2 separate regions of the Arachis hypogaea genome follow, and region 1 is linked to region 2. A link is a contact called in public Hi-C data. All regions are on one chromosome and are shown on one strand. The core of a region is the stretch at or near the end of the contact, and the rest is flanking DNA. Distances in the headings are between cores, read along the strand shown.

The links. Hi-C and Micro-C count contacts between places; a contact is called where the count stands out from the background.
Region 1: a Hi-C map of leaf shows a contact between it and region 2, with 2.8 times the contacts expected there. The contact joins the promoter of LOC114925719 here to the enhancer-like site in region 2. A contact is called at or near these places in 2 of 8 Hi-C or Micro-C datasets (both in leaf).

What each region holds. Positions count from the first base shown.
Region 1 is chr17:43,014,093-43,018,962 of arahy.Tifrunner.gnm2.J5K5, reverse strand. LOC114925719 (pectin acetylesterase 9-like) reads right to left here and starts at 2,622. Exons shown (of 7, transcript XM_072221835.1): 1 at 2,524-2,622; 2 at 2,262-2,362; 3 at 1,898-1,960; 4 at 1,374-1,449; 5 at 1,170-1,275; 6 at 874-1,019; 7 at 1-668. The coding sequence starts at 2,622. The coding sequence ends at 444.
Region 2 is chr17:42,860,674-42,865,620 of arahy.Tifrunner.gnm2.J5K5, reverse strand. No RefSeq gene overlaps it. Among protein-coding and RNA genes, the nearest start is that of LOC112764509, 25 kb to the right of the region's middle. Within about 2 kb of position 3,535, at least 1 of the 3 cell types and tissues checked has open chromatin away from gene starts, as enhancers often do.

The DNA of each region.
Region 1 (4,870 bases), core at 1,373-3,872, 150 kb before region 2:
AAGAAAGAAAATCATGAATCATGAATATACTAAAGAATCTAAAACTATAAACTTGCTAACAAAGTGAATTAGTGAATGATCAAAACAGTGTCATAAAATGTTGAGTAAACAGAAGAGCTTCATAGTCACCAATTCATTGAAAAGGTCATGATGTTGTTCACAATGCCAACAACTACAATCAACAAACCTGATTTTCTCAGAGCCAAACGCCTCACTCAATTGCAATTCTCCATCCTTGTTTGATAATTTGTTGAAGGTAGCCGTTGAGAGCTCTTTAGTGCTATTTAATTGCTCACATAGATCGTCAAGCTTCTGCTGCATGCTTGATAGCTGTATACTTGTGTATCTTCTGTACTTGAAAAATGGTCCTTGAACCCTTTCTTAGAGAATAACTTTACTATGAGAGGCAGAAAAGCTGGTGTAAGAGTTGAAAACTTTTGAATTTAATCTTCTATTGGCTTGCAACATTCCAAATTTTTTATTAAATAAATGGACCTCAAGTCTTCGCGATATCCAAAGCAACTAGTGTATAAAATTTTTAAGAAACAGATATTACCACGAGGATATGGTATAAGATTGTGACAAGTTGTGTCACATGGGTATGGATAGTCTATTTCCTTGCTTCTTTTTCTGCTAAAATACCAATCACCAACTGCTTCTGCAATTGTCTGCAAAAGACAGAATTTTAAGTGTTACTGACTTAGAAAATTCACTAGTTGTGAGTGTAAAGATCACTAATACTGTTCAGCCTATTTGCTTTAAACTCTTGTTTGTCCTATAACACTAAACGCATGTTTGGTGCAATTGATTACCACTAGCCTATTATCGTGTTGAACAATGCACAGTATAACAAAGTCTCATAGCAATTAATACCTTGTTTATTCTTGGGGAATCATCTTCAAACCACGTATCTTGTGATTCACTTTGGCAGTGAGCAAAACATGAGTTTATGAACATTCCTCCTCTTCCCAAATAGATTGCGAAAGGTCTCAAAGTTGCAAGCATGTCGAGCCTAAAATCTGAACAAAATGCACTTATTATAGTCAGCAAAACCGGTTTTGAACATGTATGAAGCAAAGTTTGTAGTTCTTTGACAAAATATTGAAAATACTAACACATCGGGGTGATTTCAAAAACTGAATGGTTAATATGACAATTGAAAGAGGAACCTTGAAATATGGCGATTTGGAGTGGTGTGCATGCTGCTGGGTCCAATTTGCACTTGTTCCAATGTCCATGCATATTAGCAGAAGGTGGCACCAATATATGATGGAACTGTTGACATGAGAAGTTTTATTCATCCTACATTCTGCCAATGACATTAACCAAGATATATGCAAATATAGTCTACAAAATATGTCCGGAATTCTTACTTGAAATACATCATAGGCTGAATTCAAGATAAAATAAGGAGTCGATATATATCTCAACACATTGTGGAAAGAAGCACTGCATGGAAACACTTCAAAATGTCAAATTCTTGTGTAGTTTTCCTGAGCTAATGATGCAAGTTAATGGAAAAAAGAATAAACACACCAAGTCTTGAATATAATACTACTGAAGGCACCGTCTACTGATCGAGGAAGAATATATAGAAATGTTCATAAGTTATATAATACTACTTATCATAATCCAATGCATTACTTTGAATAAGGAACAAAAATTAATCCAGAAATCTTATCAAACAATAATAATTCAGCACTAGTATTTTCTCTGGAACTAGTCACATACAATAATATATAATATTCATATACAATATACATCCCCCTTATTTCATTCCCCTACAAATCCCAAAGATCCTCTAATTCTTTAGGCTCGGGAATATATATATATATATATATATATATATATATATATATATAATGTTCAACTAAAAGGTAAAGCACAGATTATATACATATATGTGCATTGGCTTTCACGAAATCTCCTTCTTGGAGTCCATTGGCTTTCACAAAATCTCCTGCAAAATTGAAATTGAAATCGAAAGTTGAAAAACCATTCTCACATAAGATCCTTAATTTAAAACTATATATGCCAAAGGCAAAGCTAGAAAATTCACCAGTGTTCTCAAGCAGGTACATCCTGCTTTTATTGTTTGGCCAGTATCTGATGCTCCAAGAGGAAATAATAATCCAACAAAAGAAAATTTTAGTCCCAATGTCTTATAAAGATCATGACAAAATGCAAAGAAAACTTAAAGAAATTAATAAGATCAAAGTTCACAATTATTTTTTCTTTTAATCAGTGAAATTATAGAATACCTATAGCGCATATTCCAAACTTGAGAAGTTCCAATGTCTTCCATGTCAATAGAAATTCCATCTCTTGCATCCAATTCTGGCAAATGAGTTTTTGCCTCTTTCTGATCAAATTTTTAATATAAAACAAATTACTATTTCAGTCAAATTAAACAGATTAGATTGCTTTTTATTTTTTTCTCAATTACTTGATTAACTAAAGAAGTACTCAAATGTTCTACAAGAGAGAATATTGGGTAAAAGAATTACTTTTGGCAAGAGAAACTAGGAAACCAAAGTTTTCCAGAGATTGACCCGCTGAACTTGCGCCAAATGGCTTCAAATCCTTCAAGTTCTTGAAACAGTGGCAAGTGTTCTCATTCATACTCATATGAACAAGCCGCAGAAGAGGATATAGAAAATACAAACCTTGCCTTCCGAATTCAAAGACTCTAGGCTGCAAAAATTTTGGCCATCAAACATCTTGAACAATGCATAGCTGAAGTATCAAAATCAATCATCAAATCATTGTGAGGGAAGCATAAGATTAATCTGCAAAATGTTTTCTCATGCAGATTTCAACTTGGATAATTTAATAAGAAGTTACCCGGGTTGGTGAACCAACATGCAAATGTTCACTCCCTCAAGCGCTTTGCATCCTAGAGCTCTTAAAAGAAGCTGAGATGATGCACTGTCCAAACTAGAAGTGGGTTCATCCAAGATCAGAAGTGAAGGTTCCATAACCATTTCTAATCCGACATTTACACGCTTCCTTTGGCAGCCAGAGATCCCTTGATTTTCCACCGTTCCAACCAAGGAATTCCTCACAGATCGAAGCCCCAAGAATTCAATAACTCTTTCAAGAACTAGAACTTTTTCTTGTTTTGACAAGTCAGCTGATAACCTTTAACATTAACAAAAAAATTCACTTGAATAAGTACATTTCTAGCACTCAAGAGTAACAACATAGTTCAGTTAGAATGTGCAGCAATATAATGTACCTGCATTGTGCACTAATCCAGAGATTCTCTTCCACTGTCAAGTTTCCATGAACTACATCATCTTGTGTCACAAAGCCAATAATTTTCTTGAAGGAGAGGATTCATTCATTCCTTCCATTTATAAGAATCGAACCGCTCGTGAAGCATCCAAAGGCCTTTCCATTAGATAATATTTGGCTGTTATCTCAAAATCAAAAACAAACACTTAAACACTTCAATTTTAGCTTAAACACTTCAAGCAAACAGAGCAAAAGTAATAATATAGAGAGAGAATCACAGGCTTCTAAATATTGAAACCTAAATCGAAAAATAAATGGAGAAGACCTACCGACAGCGGCGGAGGTGCGGTGTTGTAACAAGAACAATAACAGTGGCTAGAAGACCTTGGCGACGTAAATCTGAGATGAACAAATGATGAAAGCGATGCGGATCTGAGGTGGATCGGATGGAAATGAGGTCCAAGGAGTAGGATGATGGACGGCGACTGTCGGCGATGGCAACGGTTACGGCGGTGGTGATCGGCGATGGAGGAAAGCACGCGAATTAACCCAGTGTCCATACTTCTCTTCCTTTTTCAGTTTCTCTTTCTCTCTCCAGTTTTCAATTTCATTTAGGGATAATAAAAAGAAAGTAATAATAAAGTTTAGTGGCAATAATGATAATGGCCACCGTAATAATTTAAAAAAATTAAAATTATAAATAATAAAAAATAATAATTTTCTGGCAATAGTAATAATGGCCACTATAACATATAGTAATGATGGCAAATATATAATTACCGCAAAAACATAATTTAAATTAAAGAATTAGTGGTCATTATGTTATTGCCACTAAAAGTTTGTCGCTAAAACACATTTTTTTTTTGTAGTGAAACATGATTTCTATGGAGAAACATTCATAATTTATTAGATAAAACAAAAATGACTCGTGCTTTTTGCAAAAGTAAACATATATTTAACCATACAATTAAACAATTCTAAACACAACAAGCTAAGCATTACTCAAAGTATATTTTTACTTTATACCAAATTATCTATGTCATACTTAATTATGTGATTTAATGAAAATACTGCTCATATTAATTTTATATTTATTAATGTCTATATATTTGGATTTATTAGGACAAAAATTCCTTAACCGTAGATTATTTTCTTACTAAAACCTATGACATATTTAAGATATATTCCCTAGACTGCCACAATAATAAGTCGCCATAGTCATAAAAATTTAATGTCTTGGAACTTAGCGTTGTACTTTCGATTAGAATACTCCCTTTGAGTTGGTAAACTTTAGTTTATTTATTACTAGAGTAAAGTATAGTTTTTGTCCCCAACGTTTGGAGTAAGTTCTATTTGTGTCCCTAATGTTTAAATCGTCCTATTTGCGTATCCTTAACGTTTATAGAAGTGATTCAATGTTATCCTACTATCAATTATACTAACAAATCAGATTATATTTTTTCAATTATTCTCACTTGGATGTATTCATTCTCAATTAGGTCTTACTTGGATGTGTTCGATTTTAATATTATACCAACTATTTATGTTTAGATTCAATTATATCCCTAGAAAAGTGAATTATGTAAATGTTGTAGGAATTAGTTTCAACATTTGATGAGGTATTTTTCGGAGT
Region 2 (4,947 bases), core at 2,286-4,785:
GAACCTTGGAAGCTGGAGACCAGTTTTGGTGTGATTTTGGTGAAGTGAAAGCTTGAGGAAACGGTGAAATTAAGGTGCTCTAGCATTAGGGAGAAATCAGCTAAGGTATGGTTTAGTTTTTTCATTGGTAACATGTAATGTGTCGTGAAAATTTAGGCTAAATGATCCTAAGATAGGTTGTATGGTATGTATGGTTGAGGATTAATGACTTGTGTTGATAATTATTATTTTGGTGGTTGAAATGTATATTGAATGATTGATGATGGTAAATGTTGAATAATAATGGTGATGAGATTGTGTGATGATAATGAATTATGAAAATGATGTTGCATAGAGAAGATTATGTATGGTTTGTATCGAAAATGATTGAGAGTAATTTGGTTAGGAGTTATTGATAACGAATAATGATTATGAGTATGGGTTTGTAATGGTTGTGAAAAGAGGTTATGTGTTTTGAGGTTTTGGTAGAAAATGAGGACTAATGTTGCTTTTGAAAAATCTAATTTTGGAACAACTTCAGTAAGCCATAACTCGGCTTCTGGACCCTCAATTTTCATCAAACTTGATTTAAATGAAAATTTAGATCCGTGAAGTTTATGCCGTTTGAAGAACGTATGAAAAATATTTTAAAACAAAAGAGTTATGTGAATTTGCAGTTTGGTGCGCGAAAGGTGAATTATGGAACTTTGCTAGTTTTTGGGGGAAAATGGAGAAATGCGTACGCGACTGGCACACGCGACATGGACGGTGGGCACTGCTCATACGTCTCATGTACGCAGAGCAATCCCATGTATGTGGACCCTCGCTTTTCACACCTCTATGTACGCGAGACACACGCACGCGCCGCAGGATTTCATTTCAGGTTCGCACATCCGCGTATGCGGGCAAGTGACACGTACGCGGGATGGAAGATTTTCAAGGCCGCGTACGCGAGCCCCCTTTTTTGCAGCACAAGTGAGTTTTTTTTTTTAGGTTTTACCAATTCTCTAGCTTCCAACCTCTTTTACCTATCCTTTTTGGTCCGATACCTAGCTCTTGAGTTTAAGAAGGATAGTAGACCCATAGAGGAAGTAGAGAAAAAAAGAACTTGAGTTAGGAAGTTGTAAATGTATATGAGGTGAATAACAGTTAAGTTGATATTGAATGAGCTGAGAAAGTATAGAAGGCTGAGTCTGAGATGTTTGAGGCTGAAATGATGCCGATTAATTGAAATGATGAATTATTATTGAAATATGATTGATGATTAAATGATTATGATTAATTTAGAAAGTGTGAAAATTTTTATAATTGACGAATATTGGCCATAAAGATATTGAATGAATGAATATGATAATTGAGGCCTGATTGAGATTGTTGATGTTGAGTATGTTTAAGTTTTTTCTCTATTTGTAAAGTGTGTCGGGTACTATATCCCATGAGTGTGTCAGGTACTATATCCTAAGAACGTGGCGGGTGCTATATCCCAAGAGTGTGTGAGCACTTTACCCTGGGAAATGTATCGGGCACTATATCCCAAGAGTGTGGTGGGAACTATATCCCAAGAGTGTGGCGGACGCTATATCCCAAGAGTGTGGGAACACTTTATCCTGGGAAATACGGCAGGCACTATATCCTATGAGTATGGCAGGTACTATATTCCAAGACTGTAACAGGCACTATATCCCAAGAGTGTGGAGCAAGTCAGAGAGACGATATCCGGGTTAGCTACCGAGTGTGTCTGACACGTGAACTCACGGCCAGTAGAAAAGGCATACATCATATGCATTTGTTTGTCTTGTTTGAGTTTGCATTACTTGGTTTGCCTATTTGAATATCTATGCTTACTTGCTATATGATTTTCTTGCTGTAACTGCATCCTTTTTGTGATTTCTTTCTCTGCATTGTATGTTTGTGCAACTGAGAGGCCCCTCGTTTGGCAGAGGAGTAACAAGAGCAGTTCCACCAGAGTTTTGGGGGATTGAAAGAAGACGAGATGCTAAGGGAATAAGTTAGAATTAAGTTAGAATTGAGTTAGGGTTAAGAGCCTTAGACAAACTACCCTGTTTATGGTTTCCAGTTTTAAATCTGAGTATCAAAGTTCTAGAATCGCCTCTGGCTTTCTTGGGACCTTATATATTATCTATGTGGGCACCTTTACCATGCTGATAACCTCTAGTTCTCATTCCATACGTGTTGTTATTTTTCAGATGCAGGTTGAGAGGCACCTCTTTGAGCTTTCTAAAGACTCTTTGGAAGTGAAGAACTATTTTGGATTTTAGGGTTTGTATTTTGCTGATGTATATATGTATATAGATTATCCGCTATGTATATTTTGCATTTTGTCCCTCCTAGAGGTTGACTTGGAGAAACAGGTTTGTAGCTTGTGTGTTGGGATTACTCTTTGGGGTTACATATATGTATATGTATATGTATACTCTCGTCAGCCTTTGCTTCACAGGTCGAGCCAAGAGCTTGTTAATTGTATCTTTGAAACTCTAATCTTATATATATGTATTATCCTTTTCCGTTTGACCTTATCTACCTTTATGCATTGATCCGATCGTGAGTGATGCGATTTCTGTTTCGTTTTTTATTACCTTATCTTTCAAGGCTCCTAGTTACAATTTCCTTCGGTTATATTATATTATGTATTTTTACTTTTAGAGGTCGTAGCGCCTCGCCACCTCTGATTTACGTCCTAGATGTAAAGCTCTGTATAGTAGGGTGTTACAATAATGCATCCAAAAAATTTGGCCTATAATCCTCTTAGTTCAAATGAAGCTTCTCATCCTCTTGATTCCAATGATAGTCAACCACAAGCTTATTCTAATATTTGGGAAAAAACAAACTTGTATTTAGGTTGCTGTTCTTTTTTGGTTTTAGCTATTTTAATTGTTGTGATCCTGATTTAAGTTCATGTTATTGATATTATTAATTTGGTAATTTGATAAATTATTCTTGAGGTGTTGTTTTTTGACCCTGTGATTATTACGTTGTTGTATTTTTGTCTAATTGTTTATTTGAACAATTATTCTGATCTAAGTTCATGTTCTTGATCTTGTTAATTTAGTAATTTGATAAATTATTGTTGAGATGCTATGTGATTGTTAGGTTGTTATATTTTTGCCTAATTATTAATTTGAATAATTATTTTGATTTGAGTTCATGTTCTCGAATTTGTTAATTTGATAAATTACTGTTATTGCAGTGCTATTTTTGATCTTGTGATTGTGATATTTAATTATTGAGTTTGTATTTACATGAGATTATAATATTACGGATGATGTAATATTTTTATTTAGATGACATTTTAAAGTTTATATTAGATTATAATTATATTTTAGTGTATTTATTTATTATTTTATTATAAAATAGTTATTCTAACTAAACTATAATTAAATTGATTGAATCAATAAACTAATGAATCAATAGCTAAAGAGGTTCAATGACCAATTCAATTTTTTTTCGAACTTGTAACTTAATAGAACATATCAAAGGCAGAGAGTAAGTAACCAGCAATAAAGCATGCCTATTAAATGGGCGAGGCCCAACAGTCTTTTTAAAAACCCAAGACCCAAAAAATAAAAAATAAACAAACGGATACCCATGAACCATTGCACTAAAATACGATCACATCTAAATTGAGATGAACTCCACGACCAAAAAAAATGAGATAAACTAAATTTGTGAGATTCAATTTGTTGATGGATTAATTTAGTTTTTTTTTATTTTATTTTATTTGTGGACTTGGGATTAATTTAGTCTATTGAGGAACCAAATTGAGTCTCACTAACTCACTTTTTAGTGTGTCGTATCAGCTAGCCATTTTGTTAATTGAATTAGTGACTAAGGGACCAATGTGGTTTAGAGTTATAAAACTTATTAATCAAATTGCATTGAACATTTTTAAAAGAGTAAATATTTAAATTCATACTCAAAAAATTCAGATCGGGTATTTTAATCCTCGGCAAATTTTTATTCTCAAAAAATCTTTAAAAATTATTCTCGTAAGACAAATTAGTTTCTTTGTCACTTTCAATTAATTTTTTAATGTACATATTGGATAAAAAAAAATTTTCAAAAAATTTATTATAAAACAATTAAATTTTCAAAAAATACCACTCTAAGACAAATTATTTGCTCTTCAAAACGGCAGAAAAAAACCAATCTATTCAATAAAATTAATTTTCAAAAATTTTTAAAAAATAAAAATTTGTCTGGGATTGAATGTTTATTTTTTAAAAAAATTTTGGAACATTGAGTCTTATTCCATATTAGGAATACACTTTACTTTCTTAAGTATATCCTAGCTCGATTAAGAACCTTATCTCCACCGGTAGTTGTAGTATGTGGTTAAGCTATTTGTAACTTTGTATTTCTGCACCATCCTAGTTCTACCATATTTGTACATGATATATGAATTCGACCACAATTTATTAAAAGTATGCTTGCTTTTATATTATATATATATATATATATATATATATATATAAAATTAAAAAGCATGATTTTGTAAGTTTCAAAATCAATTTACCATTTCCATTAAAGTTAAGTATATCTTAATTCTATTAAAATTATCTTTTGTTTCAATTTTAAGCGTAGTACTCTTTCAAAATAATATATACATAAATAAAAAACAAGAAATAAAAGCAGAAAAATAAACTACATTTGGAAATAGTCATATAAAGAGTATTTATTAGAATTAAAAGTTATAAAACTATTTGAATGTAATAAATATAAGAACTTTAACTTTTTTTTTCTCTAATAATTAATAAATTATGATTAAATTATGTAATAAAAAAGTTCACTTCAAATTTAAGTTATTCCATGCATTACTCATACATCTCCAGTTTTTTTAACAATTGATAAAATACAGTGTGATCTATCACATTTGATTCTATGAGTGGGACCAGAAATAAATAAGAGAGAGAGTAATGAATGGTTAGATTGAACACTGTATACCATCCA